Regions from separate parts of the Mus musculus genome. Here region 2 is linked to region 1. The links are chromatin contacts, called in public promoter capture Hi-C maps. All regions are on one chromosome and are shown on one strand. The core of a region is the stretch at or near the end of the contact, and the rest is flanking DNA. Distances in the headings are between cores, read along the strand shown. Region 1 overlaps Abcg5 (ATP binding cassette subfamily G member 5). Region 2 overlaps Epas1 (endothelial PAS domain protein 1).

What was found. Capture Hi-C pulls out chosen DNA fragments and counts their contacts.
Region 2: a promoter capture Hi-C map of liver shows a contact between it and region 1, with 3 times the contacts expected there. The contact joins two enhancer-like sites.

The regions. Positions count from the first base shown.
Region 1 is chr17:84,669,739-84,676,153 of GRCm38.p6, reverse strand. Abcg5 (ATP binding cassette subfamily G member 5) reads left to right here. Exons shown (of 13, transcript NM_031884.2): 4 at 35-133; 5 at 2,499-2,631; 6 at 3,861-4,000; 7 at 4,903-5,032; 8 at 5,719-5,932; 9 at 6,032-6,237. Among named protein-coding and RNA genes, the nearest start is that of Abcg5, 10 kb to the left of the region's middle. Within about 2 kb of position 3,608, at least 18 of the 459 cell types and tissues checked have an H3K27ac peak or open chromatin away from gene starts, as enhancers often do. A contact at or near this core is called in liver, where this site is marked.
Region 2 is chr17:86,797,794-86,804,244 of GRCm38.p6, reverse strand. All of the region lies in intron 2 of Epas1 (endothelial PAS domain protein 1), which reads right to left. Among named protein-coding and RNA genes, the nearest start is that of Epas1, 47 kb to the right of the region's middle. Within about 2 kb of position 2,189, at least 79 of the 459 cell types and tissues checked have an H3K27ac peak or open chromatin away from gene starts, as enhancers often do. A contact at or near this core is called in liver, where this site is marked.

The sequences.
Region 1 (6,415 bases), core at 2,359-4,858:
GATTTCGACGACCCTGATGTCCCCTTTCCTGCAGAGCGACGTTTTTCTGAGCAGCCTCACTGTGCGCGAGACGTTGCGATACACAGCGATGCTGGCCCTCTGCCGCAGCTCCGCGGACTTCTACAACAAGAAGGTACTTGAAAGTTAAAGCTGAGTGAAGGCCAGTTCCCCAAGGGACAAGACCAGGTGCCTCACCAGCTCCTCCTCTGGCCACCCCTGGTCCCCTGGTCCTCCTGGTTTTTTGTTTCGGGTTTTTTTTTGTTTGTTTGTTTTTTTAATCTTTGCTTCACGCTTGTATTCACCTCTACCTCTGCCATCCTAAGCGGCAGCTACATGAGCTGTCTGAAGATCTGAAACGTGACCACTCCAATCCAAGTCTGGTTATGCCTCTGGTTTAGTCCTTCCATCACGTGGCTTTAGGGGATCCAATTCAGGTGGTCGGTGCTGTTACCCGCTTATCTATCTTGTCTTTAACGGGGCTTCATGCATGCAAAGGAGACTAAGTTTCTTCCATTAAGGAAGAAACTATGGAGTCATTTTTCATCTAGGTTTGATTGTTGGCCACACCCATTTTGCAAGTAGCTGTAAATAAATTCACCTTGATCTTAGTTAGAAACATTGCTTCCTTCAGTCTGAACTATGAAGGCCTGGGAAACTTGGGAAAAAAATAGCACCAGGCAGGGCTGTCACCTGCAACAGGAACAGCTCCCTAGGAAGTAGGTGGGCGTCTTACCGAGCTCTTGGGAAAGTGAGCAGACTGCTTATACTTAAGAATCCTGGACAGCTGAGGGAGGCAGTTGGCGGGAGGTGCCCAGCCCCCACAGAGCGATGCCTCAGCCATCTATCTCTCCCACTAAGGTTACCCAGAGAGCTCAGGGGTGTTACATGGGTCCTGTCTCTGGTGCCTTCTCTGGCTGGCATTCAGCAGGCTTGTACAAATACAGTATCTCACTGATATTAATATTATCTCACTGATATCTAATATTAGCTGGGGGAGGGAACTTCATCTCCACCCCATGGGGAAAACCCACACCCTCTGACTCCATGCTTTCTTGAGAACCATACAGTCTGAGAGGAGGACATGTATACTCTCCTGGGAGGTGGTTGTGCAGAAACATGTTCACGTGGCTTGGTGGGTCTAGCCGGGCGACAGAGGAAGAGACAAGCCATGTAGTCCCTCTGCAGCTGTCTCTCTGCTTGCTTTAGTAATTTCTTTAAATCTAAAATGATAGGAGAAAGTTTTTTGAGAAGGGAGCTGGAGAGATGGCTCTGTAGATAAGTGGCTAAGAGCACTGGCTGTTTCTTCAGAGGACCAAGCAGGGTTCCATTCAGAGCACCCACGAGTCAGGCAAAGCTCCGTTCTGGGATCCTTCCATCTGACTCTAAGAGGAGACTCTGTGTTTTTTTTCCAGATCAGATCTTACTGGCTTTCTGATAGCCTCGTTTCTCCTTCGCATCGTCTGTAGGCCAGGGCTTCATTTACGCTGGTGACTCTGGCTGCTCTTCCCTGGAACTCTGCTCCAAAAGCTACTACATCTCTTTGCCTGCAGTCATATTGCGGCTCTTTTTCGAAGAAATGTGCCCGTTTCTTTCTTTCTTTCTTTCTCTCTCTCTCTCTTTTTTTTTTTTTCATTTTGAAAGGGACACAATCTCATTAAAGGCAGCTAGGAACAAATTCTTGGCTATATTATTTCATTCCTGCCCCTGCTTCCCCCAGGGCTTCCTGCAGACTCAGGGATCGAGGAAGGAGAGAGGTAGAGATTTCCCAAAGGTCTCTGGGGGCTGCAGTAAACCGAAGCAGTGGAGGGAGAAAGGGCAGCCTTCTTAGCAAGCCAGTGAGCACTGTTTTGGAATGTTATGGTGTGGAGAGTCGGAATAAGAAGCGGACTGCAGGGAGCCGCAGGGTAGGAGAATGGAGAGGATTGGTGGGGAATTAGAAGCCTGGACAAGCACAGAGCTGCGGATTATATGTTGGGGACTCTTTGAAGTTTCCCGGAGAGATTTGAGTAAAGATTAGAATGGCTTTTAATTACTTTTGGAGGTTGGATTATATTCCTTTGATGTAAAACCACATTGTGATTGGCCACTTGAGCCTCCAGGACTTACTTCGTTACAAAGGGGATAAGGGGGCCACTTCAAACCAAATTGTTTTTTTTTAAAGCACAGAAAATGTTTATGATAATAAAATTTCAAAACCCAAATACTTAACATAATCTATGTCATAATGATGCCTTTGGGACATTTTTCTGTTGCAAGAATAAGCAATTTTTTTTTTTGTCTCCCAGGGACTTAAAACTTTTATTTAAATCTGACCGGTGTATTATGTATTAAACTAAGGTGGATTTTACTAATGGACTTTTCTCCCCAGGGTATGGTGGGTCTGAAAGTAGCCCTTGTACTTTAGAGCAGTGTTATCTCTCTGGGGCCATCACAGCCCAGAAACTGAAGTGTCAGCCATAGATACAGGTGGCAGCCCTGGGGTATTGTGTCTCTTACAGGTAGAGGCAGTCATGACAGAGCTGAGCCTGAGCCACGTGGCGGACCAAATGATTGGCAGCTATAATTTTGGGGGAATTTCCAGTGGCGAGCGGCGCCGAGTTTCCATCGCAGCCCAACTCCTTCAGGACCCCAGTAAGTGGGACACAAACCGGTCACCAGATGCTAAAGGGGTCCTTGTGCGCTTGAGGCTCTGTCCTCACAGTTCCCAGGTAAAAATGATTTGTATAGGATTGGGATTCCCCAGGGTTTCGAAAATTCGAGATCCCAATGTTAGAAAGTGTCATGTAGTTCATTTCCTGGTGAGGGTTTGTAATTGGGAGACAGTCCCTTAACTTATCACAGGTCAGCTTTACAGAAACGTGAAAGTGATACATGCGCAACTGAACTGTGACCGTTGATCCTCTCTCAGACTAATGATAAATGGTAGCACATCCCCTCATGATGCTAGGTAGCAGCAGTGAGCCCGTGAGAGGAAATGACTGGCCCTGCAGTGCACTGTTACCCAGCTAAGATGCTCGGTAGGTTGGGTGTATTAAATGCACCTTCAGCTTATGGTTGCCATGGTTACCAGGTTATTCAGAGTTAGGGCTACCACCACAAAAACCATTCACCCTGAACATCTCTTAAGAGTATCCTGTTTGTGTATCTGTGGTCCACTAGGGAAGAGGTTATGAAGGTGAGGTAGCCAGTCCTCTGCCTCCCCCAGCCTGGTTTGCTCATTCTCCCAACTTGACCAACCTTACCACTCACGTGCTCCTTCAAGAGGTCATTTTGCACCTGGATTCTTTCTTTACTCTGCATTAGAATAAACCTGCCTCTTCTGACGGCGCTTGGTCAGGAGACGATAAAAAAACCCTTGTCACTTCTTGGGCAGACATGGGATATAGTTAAAGCGTCTAAGGAGCTCAGCCAATTCCTGTCCAGCTACTGGCACTTCAGACCTTGTTTCTTCCTTCTGCTGTGCAAAGACCAGACCTCATTAATATTGCAAAGTGCCCTGGTATGAATCAGGGTTGGGCTAGGTAAACGTTAGCTACTTCCTTACCCTCCCTAAGCCTGCCTGCTAGCCCTGGTCTCTGTCAGTGTCCCAGGCATGGAGCCCAAGTAGTCCAAAGTACAAAGAGGCCTGATACGGTCTCTCTCCTATCTCCAGGTGTGCTCCAGAGCTGAGAGCTGGGTCGTCCCAGGTCAGGTTCTTTCTCCTGGGCTCAGGTTGAAAGCCAGTTTCCATGTGGCTACTTCTCACCACGCAGTTTGGATGGGGTACGGCGTCTCAATGAAGGACTGGTCAGAAACACTGAGGTTTAAGTACAGAGCATGCTGGGCAGTGGTTCAGATACCTGACCCTTCTTTGCCGGCAGAGGTCATGATGCTAGATGAGCCAACCACAGGACTGGACTGCATGACTGCAAATCAAATTGTCCTTCTCTTGGCTGAGCTGGCTCGCAGGGACCGAATTGTGATTGTCACCATCCACCAGCCTCGCTCTGAGCTCTTCCAAGTAAGGGAATGCACTGAACCCAATGGTAGGAGCATGGTGTCTTGAACCGGGAATGGCAGGGCAGGGTAAAGAGCACACGCCAGTAATGAGAGAACACAGGCTGATTTACACAGTACCAAAGGCATGCCAAGCATAGTCTATACACTAGCTCATTCAGGCCACCATCATTTAGTCCACAAAGCAATCCTGGGGTTAAGCATCCACATACACACTTGAAGGGAGAAAAGGGGACAAGTTAGAAATGACTTGAAATGGAGCCAGAATCACACAGTTGGTAAAATGCTGCCAGTGGCAGCTTGGAGAGATGGCTCAGTTGGTAATGTGCTTGCTCTGAGTTTGGACTCCCCATGACTGTAAAAGCTGGGCACTGAGGTGTTGGTACCCAGGGCAAGGGAGGCAGAGGCAGGAAGGTCTCTGGGGCTTGCTGGCCATTTTGTCTAGCTGAATCCCTAAGTTCAGTAAGGGACACTGTCTCAAACAAGATGGAGAGTAATTAAGCAAGACACATGATGTTGATGCGTGCATGTACACACACACACACACACACACACACACACACACACACACACACGGGGAGGGGAGGCACCTGGCAGTGGCATCATGACTTAGTTAGCCACCAAAGCCCCATTTCATCACCACATTATAGACTTTACCCCAAAGAAATTTCATTTGATACCCATGGCATCCTTTTAGTTAGCCAGTATTTGTTTGTTTGTCAATTGATAATGATTTAATATTTCAAAACCAAGCAACACACAAAACACTACTCTGGTTGCTTATGGCCACTCTCTCAGTGGCCCAAGTGTGATTGATTCTGGGACTCAGAGGCATATAACAACACCCATATATGGGAGTAACCCAGGCTTTGGAGCACACACTAACACCATCTATTGTCCAAGCAGCACTTCGACAAAATTGCCATCCTGACTTACGGAGAGTTGGTGTTCTGTGGCACCCCAGAGGAGATGCTTGGCTTCTTCAATAACTGTGGTTACCCCTGTCCTGAACATTCCAATCCCTTTGATTTTTACAGTAAGTGTATTCTTAAAAATGTTTACTAACATGGCTGTTTGGAAATATTTTTTAATTTTTTTTTTTAGTGTGTGTGTATGTGTGTGTGTGTATTCACTCCTGTGCCTACATGCACATTTGTGCTATAGTCTACATGTAGAGGTTGGCGGACAACCAACCGGAGAAGTTGGCTCTCTCCTTTTACGACATGGCTTCTAGGGATCAAAGTTAGGTCATCAGGCTTGGTTGCAATCGCCTTTACCTGCTGAGCCATCTTGCCAGCCCTAAATCTTCCTTATCTTTGATTTTGGCATGGATGACACCGGCTCTTCTAGGCTTTTGGTTTAGTGACTTTTGCTTATGCCTTTGTTTTGATATTCTCTTGTTTTTCAAGGAGTTAATTTGGCAGGTCAGTTAACCTGCCTCTACTGACTGAGCAGAGCATACGATGGGGCTTCTCTCGCAGACTGTCAGAGAAAAACTAGTCGCATTTTGGAATCCTCCCAGGCAGTTGTCATGGGATGCTCATGGCCTTTCTGGGTAGCTGTAGACATTCTAGTATACCAGACAGTCATTAGTGATAAGAGCTTCTCCATTGAGATAGGGTAAAGAGTGGCTGCTGAATCATGTATGATTGCCCATTGTGTGCTTGTGTGTGTGTGTGCATGTGTATTTAGAAACACATATGTTTTGGGGAAAACTTTTAGTGGACTTGACATCAGTGGACACCCAAAGCAGAGAGCGGGAAATAGAAACGTACAAGCGAGTACAGATGCTGGAATGTGCCTTCAAGGAATCTGACATCTATCACAAAATTCTGGAGAACATTGAAAGAGCACGATACCTGAAAACCTTACCCACGGTTCCTTTCAAAACAAAAGATCCTCCTGGGATGTTCGGCAAGCTTGGTGTCCTGCTGAGGTAAGAGCCTTGGAAACACAGCCAAGGGCTGTCTTAGCTCTTCACACTCATTTACAATGATGAAATAAAGGACCTGAAATGGTCTCGTTTGGTTTTCAGGCGAGTAACAAGAAACTTAATGAGGAATAAGCAGGCAGTGATTATGCGTCTCGTTCAGAATCTGATCATGGGCCTCTTCCTCATTTTCTACCTTCTCCGCGTCCAGAACAACACGCTAAAGGGCGCTGTGCAGGACCGCGTGGGGCTGCTCTATCAGCTTGTGGGTGCCACCCCATACACCGGCATGCTCAATGCTGTGAATCTGTGTAAGTGCCTGTGTGTGTGTGTGTGTGGGTGCAGCTCTCTCCCCCAAGGCTGTCTGCTCCAGATGTTGCCTTCCAAAAGCTCACCATTAGAAAGGAATTTCTCTAAGCTAAGCCTGCCCTTCCCTCAGTTCTCCAAGGAAAGGTGATTTACTGTAGGATCCCCTTGATGTGAGCTCAC
Region 2 (6,451 bases), core at 940-3,439, 2.1 Mb before region 1:
CACAATCCCCAGCAAAATTCCAGCTCCATTCTTCATAGAGTTAGAAAGAGCAATTTGCTAATTCACCTGGAATGTGAGTTCACATGAGTATGGAAAGAGAGGTCTGTCAGGCAACTGGACAGGATTGGGCCACCACTGCAGGACACACAGACAGCCTTCCTCCCAGGACAGACAAGAGGCCAGCTAGAGGCAGAAGATCCATGGCCCAATATCAGAGACTGGGACAATAAGGGAGCCCAGTGTCCCAAAGCTTCTCTTCCAGTCAAGGGGCAGAGAGGTGGCTTCTCAGAGCACCACTTTGGGGACATAAGTCCGGGGATAGATAGCACATAGAATAGTCGAAAGAGAATGGAACTTAGAGGCACAAAGCCGTGAGGGACAAGAGGCAGACACTAGGGGGCGTTGTGGGGGAACTCTACCCCCAACCATGCACTCTGTGTGTCCTGGACTACCAAGTCCACCTCTGCAATCTAAGCTCAGCTCTTGTTCCGGCTCCTGGCTGTTATCCTCAGACCACAGGCTATGCCCTCTTCTTGTTCATTATTTAATGTCAAATATGTGTGTGCTTTAGAAATCTGGATTTAACCAGGTGTGTTAGAGCAGGTCTTTAATCCCAGCTATCAGGAGGCAGAGGCAGGTAGATCTCTGTGAATTCCAGGCCATCTTGGTCTACATAGTGAGTTCAAGTCTAGCCAAGGCTGAGTGGGTGGGCCAGGACCTCTGGCGGGCCCAGGACTGCTATGCAACTTGCGGGATTTGTGCAAAGTAAAATAAAAACGTGGAACCCTCTGCTGAAAATTTAAGCTGAGCTCAGAGCCCAAGACCTGGCTAGTACGAGGAGGCCGCACCCCACCCAGGGTGGTGCTGGAAGGTTCTACCTCCTCCCAGGCTTCCTTCCTAATTCAGGGAAGCTGAAAAAGTGCCTTTTCTTCCTTTAACAACAACAACAACATCAACAAAAAGTGTTCAGAGGGTGTCAAAGCTGTCGCTCCAGAGACCACGTGCTGAAGACTATCCCCCACGTCAGGAAAACCAGCCAGTCTGGGCAAAGGGTGCCTGACCCCGGAAACATGCCCGGAGAAGGTTTCAGCTGCATTTGGGTTATAGGGCGAGGTGGCTACTTTCTCCAGACAGACAGAGGCTAGTGCTGAGGCCTACTGAGAATTTATTTTCACTTCAGCTTCTTTGATCTCAGTGGCAACACTGACTTCAAAATCTGGAGTAATCCCAAGACAACCTATCGGGGTTAACTAGACCCAGAGAAAATAGTTCTGCTTAAAGTTTCCTGTTTTTAACAGGCCCGGCACAGCCAAGCGGCCTTTCCGAACTGTCCAGCACGCTTACTTCCAGGAGGTGGCGAAATTGGCTACAGTGGCAGGTGGACTGCCCTTTAGAGAGGAGGGAGAAGGGTGTCTGGGGCCACAGACATGGAACATCTTGAGACTGAAGTCACAATGGCCAATAGCACCCTCCCCCACCCCTTCCCTGCGACCCTAGAGCAGCCCAGCTTGGGTGTGGCCCCTTCCTTCAGTGGAACTATTTGCTCTTTTAGCACCTGCTTGTCCTCCTGGGAGTCTCTGAAGGAACTTGGCTAGGTCACTCCCAGCCAAGAGGGAGGCAGACATCCCCCTGCTGCACCCAGAGCCCTGAGCCTCCTGTCACAATTCTGCTAAAAACTGCTATGCCTGGCGGCTGCGCACACCAGACCTCCCTCCCTCCCTGCAGTTACTAAGGCTTTTCCTCCATGGCTTCCCTGGCTCACAGCACTCATTACACACTCAGTCCTGTCTCAGGGAGAGCTGGGGATACTGCAAGGAAGGGTGCAATTCAGGAACCAACAAACTGCCAGGAAGACATCTGTCGAAGAGCCTAAGCCCCTCCTGGGGATGCTGATAACAACGGAGAGCAAACCATTGGTACAAAATAAAGTAGGTGCTTGCTAAGGAACTGGGCTGGGTGGTCTAAATAGCTCAGGTTCTACATCCTGGCCATTTGCTTCCCAGAATCTGTCAGGGTTCGAATCTCAAAGAACTGGTATAGACGAACTGTCTCCTTTGAGAAGGACCACGAAATTCTTTAATGCTAAAAATAGCCCCAGTAAACAGGCTTTGATGGCTCCCACCGCCAGGATATGTGCCGCTGAGAAGGCTGTGGAGGGCCTTTTCCGGAGCACTGCTCATTTCCTTTAGGCAGCACCGCCCATGTTGGGTGGCACACCAGTATGGTAGAGCCACTTGCCTTGTGTGAACTAGCAGGTGGCAGAGCAGGTGGCTTCTAACTGGGTCTTTGAGGCCTGGCTGTGCCAGCCGTAAGGCTGCTGCTTTCTTACTTCACCCGGATGATCCTTCTAGATGTTTCCATCTTCAAGAAACTCCTTGTTCCTAACAAGCTCCGATACAGGTTTCCTACTTCCCTGGTGCTTGCTACTTAGTTATCTCCGCAGGGTCTTTCCTTTCAAAGGCTGTGCACGCGTCTTCCGGGCATACTGACGGCAAACATAAAGAGTGTGGGCCACTTACTGTGCCTTATGCCGCACTGTGAGCAGGCTGGGGCTATCTCACACTTTCTGCAGAGTGATAGATCTCAGCTGGCCTTGCTGCTGCTCTCCTGGTGTGCCCCACAAGTCCAGCATTGGAGATTTTTATTTTGTTCTTTTCACACCTGCTCCCCCACCCTTGCTTGCTGCGCTAGCCTTCATAAAATGCTATGGGGCGCTACAGTCAGTGACTGTCGCTGACTGGCCAGACTCTTTGCTTTAAGAGAATGCTATAAGCAAGGTTAGACTTTCTTGAAGGGACCGCTGGCTGCTCTCAGCCAGTAACATCCTGGCATGAATCATCTTACTGGCCTCCTTCCAAACAGGACAGAAAAGGCCTTGATTTTGAGTATAGGTGGGGCCGGGGGAGGTGGGACAGTAAAACAATTGGGCTGAAAACCAGGGAAAACAGGTCTTACCACAAGGCATAGGAGGGCACAGAAATCACATCTGCTGCTGTAATTCTGTCCCCTTTGTCCCACTTTTCCTGAGAAGTCATGGTGAAAGCTTTAAAACCATGTCCTGGATTTTAATGTCTCAGGGATCGGAGAATCATATCCTGAGCAGACTGTGTGACTTCACTAGGCAAATGCCAGGAATAAAACATAAACAAATTCAAATCAAAATAATCAAAAATAAACTTGACATTTATGTCTAGAAACCTGGCTTTGTGCTGATCTCCAACTCTGCAGTAATGAGAATTTGATTTTTTTACATATGAGTCTGGGAAGCCTCAAATCAGAATTGGGGCGAATGCACATTCTATACATTTACTGCGGTCTAAAGCTCTTGGGACGCAGAAGCGACTCCACTTCAGCCCCAGAGCGCAGGGTTCATCTGGATTTAAGACAATCAAGTGATATTTCCACCCATGTTCCCGCCACAGTGTGTTCTGTCCTCCTGGGCCAGTGTGGAAGCAAGTATCGTAAAGCTATTGTTTCGGTTTGTTTCCTGTGATATGAATCTCAACTGTGGCCCGACTCAGCCTGGAGTTCTCAGCGCGGAGGCTTCCTCCCCAACATTCCCACACACTGCAGCCTACTGTGAAAATCAAAGGAAGTGTGCTGCTAAGTAAAGAAGAAACTGGCCCTAACGCTAAGCCTGGTATTTTTTAGGCGTTTGAACTCTGAGGTATACAAAACTCCACTTGCCTAAGTAATGAGTCTGTAGTTTGTTTTGAGTTGGGAAAGTATATGTTGTAACACTGTAACACGTAACTGCTAAAAGGTGGGTCCAAAGACATTAGAGTTCGCTCTGATTTTTCTCTTACATCGTTTCTTTTGTTAGACTTACTTCAAAGCTATAACTTGTACAACAGGCTAGACTTTCATATCATCCAACAATGTTTCATGGACTCTGCGGTCCAATGAGATAGAGCTGTGTACAATGTTTCTGAGAGAGATGGCAGCAACACCAATAAGCAAAGTGCAGGAGGATATCTGCTCAAAGATCCTCTAAACTTTTTGTCACATAAAACAAACAAACAAACAAACAAACAAAAAACCCACAGCACTTGCGAGGCAGAGACAGGCAGATTTCTGAGTTCGAGGCCAGCCTGGTCTACAGAGTGAGTTCCAGGACAGCCAGGGCTATACAGAGAAACCCTGTCTCAAAAAACAAACAACAAACAAACAAACAAACAAACACAACCCCCAAACCAACTAACCAACAAAAACAAAACATAAAGACCTATGGTTCAGGGTTGAAACGATGGCTTAGCAGGTAAAAAGGCCTTCTATTCAGACCTGACAACTTGGTTGGAACCCTATCCATGGTGGGGAGGGAGAATCAACTCCCAAAAGTTGTCCTTTCCTCCCCTCCACAAACACATGCATATAATAGGTGAAAATTTAAAACAATGAGCCACTTGGGTGGCTAAGTGCATAAGAGCACTGGCTGCCCAGGCATGAAGATGTGAGTTCGAGTCCTCGGCATTGACAGGTTGGCTGTGTGTGCCCGGAACCCCAATGTTGACCTGCACAGTCAGGATCCTGTGAGTTTGCCAGCCAGCCAACCTAGCTAAAATCGTGAGCTTCGAGTCGAGCGAGAGGTCCTGTCTAAAAGAAGGGAGGTTGAAGTCTTTAAGCAAGACTTCGACGCTCTTCCCTAACCTCTCCAGAGCACGCATGCACACACTAAAACAAAGGGTGGGTGGGGAGGAAAAGGCTCATTTTACATTCCATTTCTGGAAATAACCAGTCCCGAGAGTGCCTGGTAGGAGCCTGGAGAAATGGCAGAGAAGGAGAACTAAGCCACATCTCCTTCCGTGGCTGGACTCAGGAGCACTTCTTTAAGGTCACCAGGACCAGATGACCAAAACTTGTTTATCAATCTCTAACTTTTCTTTCTTCAGGCCTGGGAGCCCCATAGCTGACGCGCCAAGGGTTCTGGTCTGTCCGTGCTTATGCTGTCTAGAGAGTAGGCAGTCCTTGTTCTCAAGGCTCAGAGCTCCTGAGATGTCTGCTCCGTGTGGTGTCTGCTCTTGTATCTGTGGCTTTGTGTAGTACGTGGAGTGCGGGAGGGGTTGCACCAGGACACATGAGGGCAGATAAGCTCGGAAGATCCAACCCTAGCCAAGCCCTCTGCAAATCAACCTCGACCCATCGAGGAAGACACACAGGCTTCTGTGTGGGCGAGCACAGACAATGTGTCCCTGCTACGGCAGCAAGACACAGCTCTCAGAACCTCCTGGCCACCCACTGCTCCTGGCTAGTCCTGGTCAGGCTCTAGCTGCTTCACTTGGACATTGGCTCCCTGCCCCTTATCTACATTTCTTTTTTTTTTTTTTTTTTTTTTTTTTTTTTTTTGCCTGACAGGCTTTGCAAAATCCTACAAATCACCGAACTGTCGTCCTCATTTCTCCAAGAGGACAATCCTCTGTAAAATGAAGGCATGCATGGGGCATGGGTGAGACACCTCCGAGTCTGCCTTTTTATTTAGCAGTCCAGGCTTTACAAGTCCTTAGCCTGAGCTTCCCTCAACCATTTTCACCGTCTAAATCTGAGTAATTGCTGTTGCCCTGCTGTGTGTGCAGCGGCTCCGCCCTTGCTTTCTCCACTCTCTGCTCATTTCTGTAACAGCACGGTCACCTCAGCCTTGCAGCCCAGGCTTAGCCTCCAGCCTGGGGGTTAGAGGAGGACGATGGGATGAGCAGCCATTCTAACCTCCGAAGGTCTTTCCCATATATCCTTCCTGTGCACAGGGGCCCAGAATAGCACAGGCTAGTCTGGCTTCCCCGCCTCATTCTGGACCCCTCTGTGCAGGGGGCTCTTTCCCAGAATAGCCATGTAAGGAGTCATCTCCAGAGTGACACACTCACTCAGGAAAACTCAAAATGAGCCACGGGATCTCTTTCCCCCTTGCCTGCCTGCCTCCCTTGCTCATGCCTCGGACACTGCCCTGCTGTAGTGCCAGCCTGGCAGCTATATGCTGCCCAGTTTCCTTACAGAACTGATAAGTCTGACAAGACTGCACATAGGATGTGAAAGTGGAAACCCCAGGCTGCCTCTTCCTGGTGAGGCCTAACAGGAAATGATTTTTGAGGGATGTAACTCTGACAAAGGAAAGAAAGCATTCGTTATGAACTGTTTGTTGGTGAAGAGATATGCGGGAAAGAAGAACGCATCGGCTGAGCAGGGAGAGGTGCCCGAGGCTGTCCTCTATGGCGGGGGCTAGCCCAGCAAGAACGAATACAGCTGAGCCGCTGTCTCCACTCATTCCTATAGTGCCCTAATAATCCCCCCCCCCCATTTCCTACCCCTATCCTCCCAGGCAGTATGCCTGGCTAATTCCAGTTTGTAGGCAAGGAAACCAAGGTTCTGAGAGATAGATCACAAGGGACATCACCATTTCTGATGTCCTAGAGATGTAGCTGGAAGACAAGGATAAAAGGCTTCCTGCAGAGTCAACACAGTG